2 separate regions of the Oryzias latipes genome follow, and region 2 is linked to region 1. A link is a contact called in public Hi-C data. All regions are on one chromosome and are shown on one strand. The core of a region is the stretch at or near the end of the contact, and the rest is flanking DNA. Distances in the headings are between cores, read along the strand shown. Region 1 overlaps rassf3 (ras association domain-containing protein 3). Region 2 holds the start of LOC101166676 (adipocyte plasma membrane-associated protein-like).

What was found. Hi-C and Micro-C count contacts between places; a contact is called where the count stands out from the background.
Region 2: a contact with region 1 is called in a Hi-C map of embryo, with 2.0 times the contacts expected there. The contact joins the promoter of LOC101166676 here to the enhancer-like site in region 1. A contact is called at or near these places in 4 of 5 Hi-C or Micro-C datasets (embryo, fibroblasts and gastrula embryo).

Annotation. Positions count from the first base shown.
Region 1 is chr23:20,729,091-20,733,159 of ASM223467v1, forward strand. All of the region lies in intron 1 of rassf3 (ras association domain-containing protein 3), which reads left to right. Among protein-coding and RNA genes, the nearest start is that of rassf3, 3.5 kb to the left of the region's middle. Within about 2 kb of position 2,536, at least 4 of the 8 cell types and tissues checked have an H3K27ac peak or open chromatin away from gene starts, as enhancers often do. A contact at or near this core is called in embryo, where this site is marked.
Region 2 is chr23:20,786,534-20,790,461 of ASM223467v1, forward strand. It overlaps LOC101166676 (adipocyte plasma membrane-associated protein-like), which reads left to right and starts at 2,491. Exons shown (of 9, transcript XM_011491297.3): 1 at 2,491-2,598; 2 at 3,300-3,438; 3 at 3,502-3,623; 4 at 3,728-3,829. The coding sequence starts at 2,586.

The DNA.
Region 1 (4,069 bases), core at 1,286-3,785:
AGGATCAAACAGGAAATGACATCACCTAAAGGTTACGGTATAAGTTGACAATTCATGGCTTCATTTTTATGATCATAATCCTATGATCATAAAACCTGAAATTAATCACAAGAAAAAAAGTTGCATGATGGTAGAGTGGTTAGCACTCTCGCCTCAAAGCGAGAAGGTTCGAATCCCGGCTGCTTCATAGGTTGATTGGTTATTCTAAATTGCGTGACAGACTGTTTAGGGGGAACCCCGCCTTCACGCAGCACTAGATGGGATAGGCTCCAGCAACCCGTAGAGGGTTGAGAAGATGGATGGATGGATCCATGACTGCGTCAGACCTTCATGATGTCTGCAGATGGTCGGTCTGCGCAATGCAGTCGTTGTTGTCCTCTCTGCAGACGTGTAACTCTTCCTCCATCGTACCAAAAATGATCCATTTACTACCTCACAAACAGTCACTCATGAACAGATTACAGACAAACCGAATGTTGGTTATATCGGTTCAAAGGGATAAATCCTTCGAGCAGGTGCACTGATTCAATTTAAGTCTTTTCGATTCTGTTGGATCAACAGTTTTCAGTGAGAAAAAAACAAAAAAACACAAAAAATACCCTAAAAATCATATATTTGTTTTTCGGTTATGAAATGTAGGAAATGTAGTCATTGTACATGTGTAAAAAGCTAAATACGGCTTAAAAATATGAGTGTCATGTGAGATTCTCACCTGGTAAAGGTTAAACTATAATCGTGCTTAATGGCTTTAACACCTTGAATCTCGAGTTGTTTGATTTGTTAACTATCAGAGGTCGTAGTATCAAACCCTGAGGTACTCCACACCTGATTATTTCAGACCAATAAAGAAAAAGTAAGGCAATGTTCACACTGCAGACTGAAAGGACCCAATTCCGATTTTCTTTTGCCCCTATGTGACCTGTATCTTACGGAGCCCGTGTCCTGACATAAAGATATTAAAATATATCTTGTTCCCACAGATTAATATCTTGTTCCCACAGATTATTATGTCGTTCCCTCAAAATACTATTCCCTTCACTCGAAATACTATCCCGTTCCCTCGAAATGATTAACCTGTACGAACGCAATAATTAATCCGTTCGAACGCAATCTGGGTCATTTCACGGCCACAGAGGGGATCACAAAAATTCACATTTAATAGGAAATGTGAACGGCCTTGCAAAAAAAATTTTTTGAGCATTAAACCCTGCAGCGTGAACGTAGCCTATGATCGGCCTTCAGCCTTATTGTTTTGCGCTCCTTAACAGCCTTTCAGGAGGAATTTATGGATCTTTGCGTCAAAGGCCGTGTTCTCGTGCGTGGATTTTCTCCGGGGACTTCGGCTTCCTCCCACCGTCCAGGAGTGGCCGGAATAGGCTCGGGTGACCCCAAAAGGGACAAAACGGGTTTAGAAGATCAATAAAATAATCTGTGGTTCATGCGTGAAAAGTCTGTTGGACATATGTGGAACGGTCGTGGAAAGCCACAAATTTGTTTACGCATCTTGCAAAAATCATGCACGATTGCGTAAGATTTGGATACAAACTACGTAAAAACTGCGTAAAAAAGTCAAACTGCTGAAAACCGAATTCATGCATCGACGGACATCTGAACACATGGACGACATCACGCGTGCATCATGGAAGGCCGACAACATGTCCGTAGTGACTGTTCTGGATCAGGTTCTGCTTTTGTTACAAACACAAATAGTTTGTGGGTCTTTGGATAAAAAGATCCACCAAGAGATGTCTTTAGTTTCCGTCTCGGGTGCAGGACGTTCCTCCCGCACGGAAGCGTCTTTACAGTTTGATCCCTCAGAGGAACAAAAAATCCTCTGCCAGCAGGAAGGAAGAACCCGTCCAGCCGGTCCTGACCGGAGGAAAAACCTGCAAACTTTTAACAGGATTAAACTGTTGCTGATCCACGAGGAAACAGAAACCTTCCATCAGAGCCGAGGGTCTTCATCCGTTTGGGTTCGCTGTTCGATTCCGGTCTCTTCATTAATGATGGGCTGAAAGAGAAAGCTTCTGTGTAACCAGATCTCCAGCCTCGTCTGAGCTTTCCTGATTTGCAAACCTGGACGGACACTGAAACAAATAAAAGTTATTATAAAAACTAAGAGATATATATAAACCATATATAACTAAAATAATTAGAAAATTTAAAAAAATGGTTTTAGTAGATTTTCTATGAAAAAAAGGAACTAAAGATACAGAAGACAAGAGAAAAACATCAGAAAAGGGAGAAAACTGACAGAGATTTTGACAAAATAAATCTGGATACTGATAAACAACATCTATCCGTTTTACTGATCAATAGATTCAAATGTAAAACCTTTATTTAAAAGCAGTAAAACGTACAGAAGGAGATGAGGACCTTAAAGGAACAGTCAGAACATCATTGTGGACCAGGCGCTTTCACGCCAGCGCGGCCGATTTCAAACCTCAGTGAGAAATTCTGGAGCCCGCCCGCCTTCCTTCTGCGTGTCTGTCAGCTGCTGGGGGCCCCACCCACAGTGGACGGTGATACACCCCCCCTCGGGGACCTCACACACACCGGGGAGGGAGGACGCTCCTCTTCAGTGTGCTTTCAAACAGAAGTCCTGAACTGCAGGCGGATTAGCTTCAGGATGGGGTTTGTCCAGATCGCTGGCAGGACGGCCCGCAGACTTTCACGCTACTTCGACCGTTTCTCCAAAGTACTGCGGCGCTCCGGACGCCTGGAGGTCCGGTGGCTGTGCAGGAGCGGCGGTGAGTCCCTGGCTCAGCGGCCCATGTTCTGGTTCTGACTTTTATTTTTTCTCGTTGTCATGACTACAAACCTCTGTATAAAGTTAAGGTTAGATGGGCACGCTTGGCAGGGAACGTCTTTGGTTACAGTTTGAATCCGGCGGTTCAGATGAATTTCACAGCGTCTCAGTGAGGACAGCTGTGCAAACATGCGCTCTGCTGCCTTCATACTTTTTGTGGCTACATTTATTGTAGAGGGCTTATGTCCCAATTCTGTGATAAAATACCTGAGTTCATGTCATAGCAACTGTGAAGCAGCATGGCGAGGGTTCAACGCCGCCTTTGCACACTTTAAACCTCTATCAACACGTTTTCTTTTGGGATTTGTGTGAAAAGAAGTCCAGACTTGGAAAAAAAAAGCTGCACCTGCATAGAGCGTCTCCCCATCTGCTGTGGAAGAGTGACTCACCCCTCTGCTGTGGTAGACGGTCTCACCCCTCTGCTGTGGTAGAGCGTCTCACTACCTGCTGTGGTAGAGCGTCTCCCCCCACTGCTGTGGAAGAACATCTCACCCTTCTGCTATAGTGGAGCGTCTCACCTATCTGCTGTGGTGGAGCGTCTCACCCATCTTCTGTGGAACAACATCTCCCCCCTCTGCTGTGGTAGAACGTCTCACCCCTCTGCTGGGGTAGAACATCTGACTACCTGCTGTGGTAGAGCGTCTCACCCCTCTGCTGGGGTAGAACGTCTCACTACCTGCTGTGGTAGAGTGTCTCCCCCTCTGCTGTGGTAGACGGTCTCACCCCTCTGCTGTGGTAGAGCGTCTCACTACCTGCTGTGGTAGAGCGTCTCCCCCCACTGCTGTGGAAGGACATCTCACCCTTCTGCTATAGTGGAGCGTCTCACCTATCTGCTGTGGTGGAGCGTCTCACCCATCTGCTGTGGAACAACATCTCCCCCCACTGTTGTGGTAGAGTGTCTCCCCCTCTGCTGTGGTAGAACGTCTCACCGCTCTGCTGTGGTAGAACGTCTCACTACCTGCTGTGGTAGAACGTCTCACCCCTCTGCTGGGGTGGAGCCTCTCACCCCTCTGCTGGGGTAGAACGTCTCACTACCTGCTGTGGTAGAACGTCTCACCCCTCTGCTGTGATGGAACGTCTCACTACCTGCTGTGGTGGAGCGTCTCACCCCTCTGCGATGGTGGAGCCTCTCACCCCTCTGCTGGGGTAGAACGTCTCACTACCTGCTGTGGTGGAGCGTCTCCCCATCTGCTGTGGTAGAACGTCTCACCCCTCTGCTGTGATGGAACGTCTCACTACCTGCTGGGGTAGAACGTCTCA
Region 2 (3,928 bases), core at 1,241-3,740, 57 kb after region 1:
TTTGACCACATCAAATATTCTCTCAGTGCAAACCTGGACTCTCCATTTATGCAGAGCCGATAGTATAAATTCGGATACTCGGCACATTTTAGGTTGGTTTTAATATTTAATGTCAAAAATAATTGAGTCGGTGATTTTGCTATTAGGGTTTCCAACCTTTATTTACTTTATTTTTATTTTTTCCAAATCAACATTTTTGTTGTATTACATTTTTTTTACTAAAAAAAAAAATGTTACTGTTTCAAAAGTTAAAAGTTGTTAATACTTCATTAAAACCTAAACTGTAAATATGATTTACCTATAACCTTTTGTCATTTAAAATATAGCATCTTTTTTGTGGGAAAACTTTCTGCAATTCATCTTTTTTCATGTGATGTTTGTAGAAATAGTTTATATAGAAAAGCTGCAGTATTTAGAAAAGGTTCCTGCTCTAGTTTCAAAGCCAAGACTTGCAAGCTTTAAGTTTGTGCCCCAACTATTTCATTTATTTAAATGTTCAACTTAAAGAATGCAATCACTAGTTTACTTGAATGATTTCTAGTCTAATCTATTTTCATTTCCTATTTCTAAGGTTCTGTAAAATACAGCCTTAGCAAAATATAGTGGCGGTGTGACGTCACAAGGAACAGCAAATGTGAACAGCTTTTTGGATTTTTTTTTTTTTTTTTAAAGAAGTAAAAACAATTATTTCTTTTTTAGTGATTGAGATGAAATATACGGAGCCCCGAAAGAGACAAATAAGTTAACAACAAAAACATGAAAGTAACCAGAATTTTTAACTTTGTACTTGGATTGCCCCTTTAGGGGCTCTGTAGATGCAAATATATATACATTTTCTATTTACATTTAACTCTGTTATCACGCAACTTTTTTCATTTTTTCTAATGGAAAAAAAAAATCCTACATTTTTTTTCATGGGTTTGCTTTAAACCTATGCAAAGAGTCATTGGATTGAAAACTTTTATTTTAGCAAAAAGAAAAATATGTTAATGACACTTAATTCAGTTATTTTACCCGTTTATTTACTCATATGGTATACTAAGGTTGCCTAAAAGCATACATGTTTTAAAACATTCTATTAAAAATAGAATTAATAATATCATAAAAATGCACAGGTTTGCATTCAAGTAACTAAGACACCATAATAAAACAAAGACAGTTCTTAAACAGTTTAGTTTTATTGATTCTCTGATGCTCTGCGGTTGACTGAGATCAAGGTTTTTTCCAGCTAGGTGAAGATTTTAAACGTGTTCAGGAAATCCGTAGCCGTCACCTTGGTGGTGTGAAGTGGAACGGCTCTTCCTGCTCCTCAAATTGATGTTAAAACAGGTTTAAAATCCTGCAGAATGACGACAGACGTGCTAAAATCTCTGTTTTTACTCCTTTGTGTCAACAGTCGGAAAGATTCGTCATGTTTTTACTGAACTCTGTTGTGTTGTTGTAGCCAGCCTGTTGGCAGGACTGTTGCTTGGAGCAGAAGCTCCTCCCCCCTGACCTCTGTCTGACCCACTCTTAACAAAACACTAACCCACAGACAGAAAAAGGGGAGACACTCAAGCCCAAACACTCACAGGACGGCCTTCAAAGTAAAAGTCTCATTTAAGACCAAATGATCATAAATACATTTTTTAAAGGGCAAATGGTTAAATGTATGGGTGGAGCAAACAGAACTCTAAATTCGCTGGGTCCAGCCCGAAGGCCCTTTTCGGCATACTGTTGAAATGGGCGGAGCTAATTTTGTTCAGCAAGCCACTCCCACTTTAAAACTAATTTACGTTGTGGAATCCAATGTGCAGGATTACACATTCTCATCTAGTGTGTTGTACGTGACCTAAATACAGTTACTGTTCAGAAACGTTTAAAAGTGTTTTAGATTAAAAGGTTAATGAAAAACATAAAATGCAGTTTAATAATTTTTGAAGGATTGTGAAGAAATGTTTTAATGATCAAGTCTAAAAGTTTTGAATTGTACTAAATAAATAACAACAATGATAATAATAATAGTAGTAATAATAGTAATTTTGCCATTATTCATTCTGAAATGTTAACAGTTGATTCATACTGGACCAGCCCAAGTTAAGTGAGGTACTGTTTGAAAAGAAATTGTGTTTTGTTACTTTTAATTAAACTATAAATGTACAATTACAGGCTTTTAAATTAGCTGATGGTAGAATGCTACTTTGAATTGTGTTTTTTTCCGTATAGTTTGATTTTGAAGAAAAATCCCAAAGACTTCATTAAAACTGAATGGTATGTTCCAAATATAGCTAATTTTTATTTGTCTAAAATCTAAACAGGCGTTATTTTATAGCCAATATGTATTTAGATATGTGTAGAAACCAATAAAAATATGTGCCAAACAATTATAATTTTAATAATAAAGTTCAGAAATTTATCATTTTAAGCTTTTTCCCTTCGAGAAACATGGCGGACGATAAATATGAGTGAAGAAACGGGGTGTTCTTCGGTTCTCCTTTTATTTTGTCACTCCGCCGGAAGTACTAGAGCACGCGCCGGCCGGTTTACGGTTTTATTTGCACACAAACGCCGTCTTCGGGCTCAGTCCGAGAAAGAGGGACGCTCCTATGACTCCGCCGTGTAAGTCGGAATTATATTTATGTAAAAAAAATAAAAGTCTCCAAAAGCGCCTTCGCTTTTTGGGGACATTTCATTGCGACAGTCTTAAATTTAAAAATTGTCAGACATTTAACCGACGGGCGCCATTAAACATTTTCCGTTCGTGTAAAACTCACTAAGCGCGAAACTTTTAGCAACTTTCTTTTATTTTTCCTTATTTCTTCATTTTAGGCGGCACCTGTTGAACAAATGCGGGGAAACTGAATGCGTACTTGAACGCACCACTTTGGTCCAGAAAAAGTTATTTTCAGGAGTCATGACATGACGGCCTCATAAATCTTTGTGGACAGAATTTGTTTTAACATTTAATGTTTAATAATATTAAGAAATCTGCGTCATTTTAACTCAAATTAACAGAAACTTCTTTTTTTTTTATCAGACCCCTGGAGGTTTTGATTTTTCCAGATTTCTCTGCAAATCTACAGATAAGAAACTGGGAATTTTCAAAACTACATTTTTATTTTAACACTTGCAAGCGAGATTACATTTTTCAAACTAATCTTTTAGGTGTTCTGACAGCTATTTTGTCCTTTCCCAGATGAGTTTTCTCCGTTTTCACAATAAAAGCTCATTTTGTTGCCAGACTGAAGTCAAAGGTCACCTCAGCTGTCAGCGCACATGTTGGTATTTGAATGCACCTTTTCCAACTCATTTTCCTGCAGTAAAAAAGCATCAGAAGACGTCAGGTTTTCGTGGTGCCTTCATGGCCAGCTTTGCGAGGAGATCGCTGCTGGCGGCTCTGCTGGCTGTGGCTGTTGGGGTTTACCTCCTGCCGTCTCCCATAGATCCCAAACCCCACAGGTGAGTTCACACCTTTCTGTCATCAGCCGATACGCAGATGAAAGGTTTTTTTTGTTCCGTAAGCCTGAAGGGGCCCCCGCCCACTCTGGAGGGGCCACTGGCCACGAACACCCTTCTCCAGAAGGGGCGCCGGCTGTTCACCGGGAAACTACACGGACCAGAATCCTTTACTGCTGATGAGGACGGTGAGTCCCCAACGACTTGTCTGAACTGGATTGAGAACTTCTGTTTGTCAAATACCGTTAAACTGCCCTTAGCTGGTTTAGAGACTCTCCATTTGGCGTTTTAGGCAACGTTTACACGGGAACTGTGGACGGGAAGCTGTGGAGGATCAGCCCCGATGACAACCTCACCTTCATCACGCAGATGGGACAGAACCTGCCTGAATGTGGTTTGTTCTGCTTGGTTCTTTTTGGGGACGCCCGCACGCTCCCAGTTTTGTAGTCAACCAGTGAAATCTGCAATTTGGTTCCTTGAAAACCGACCCTGA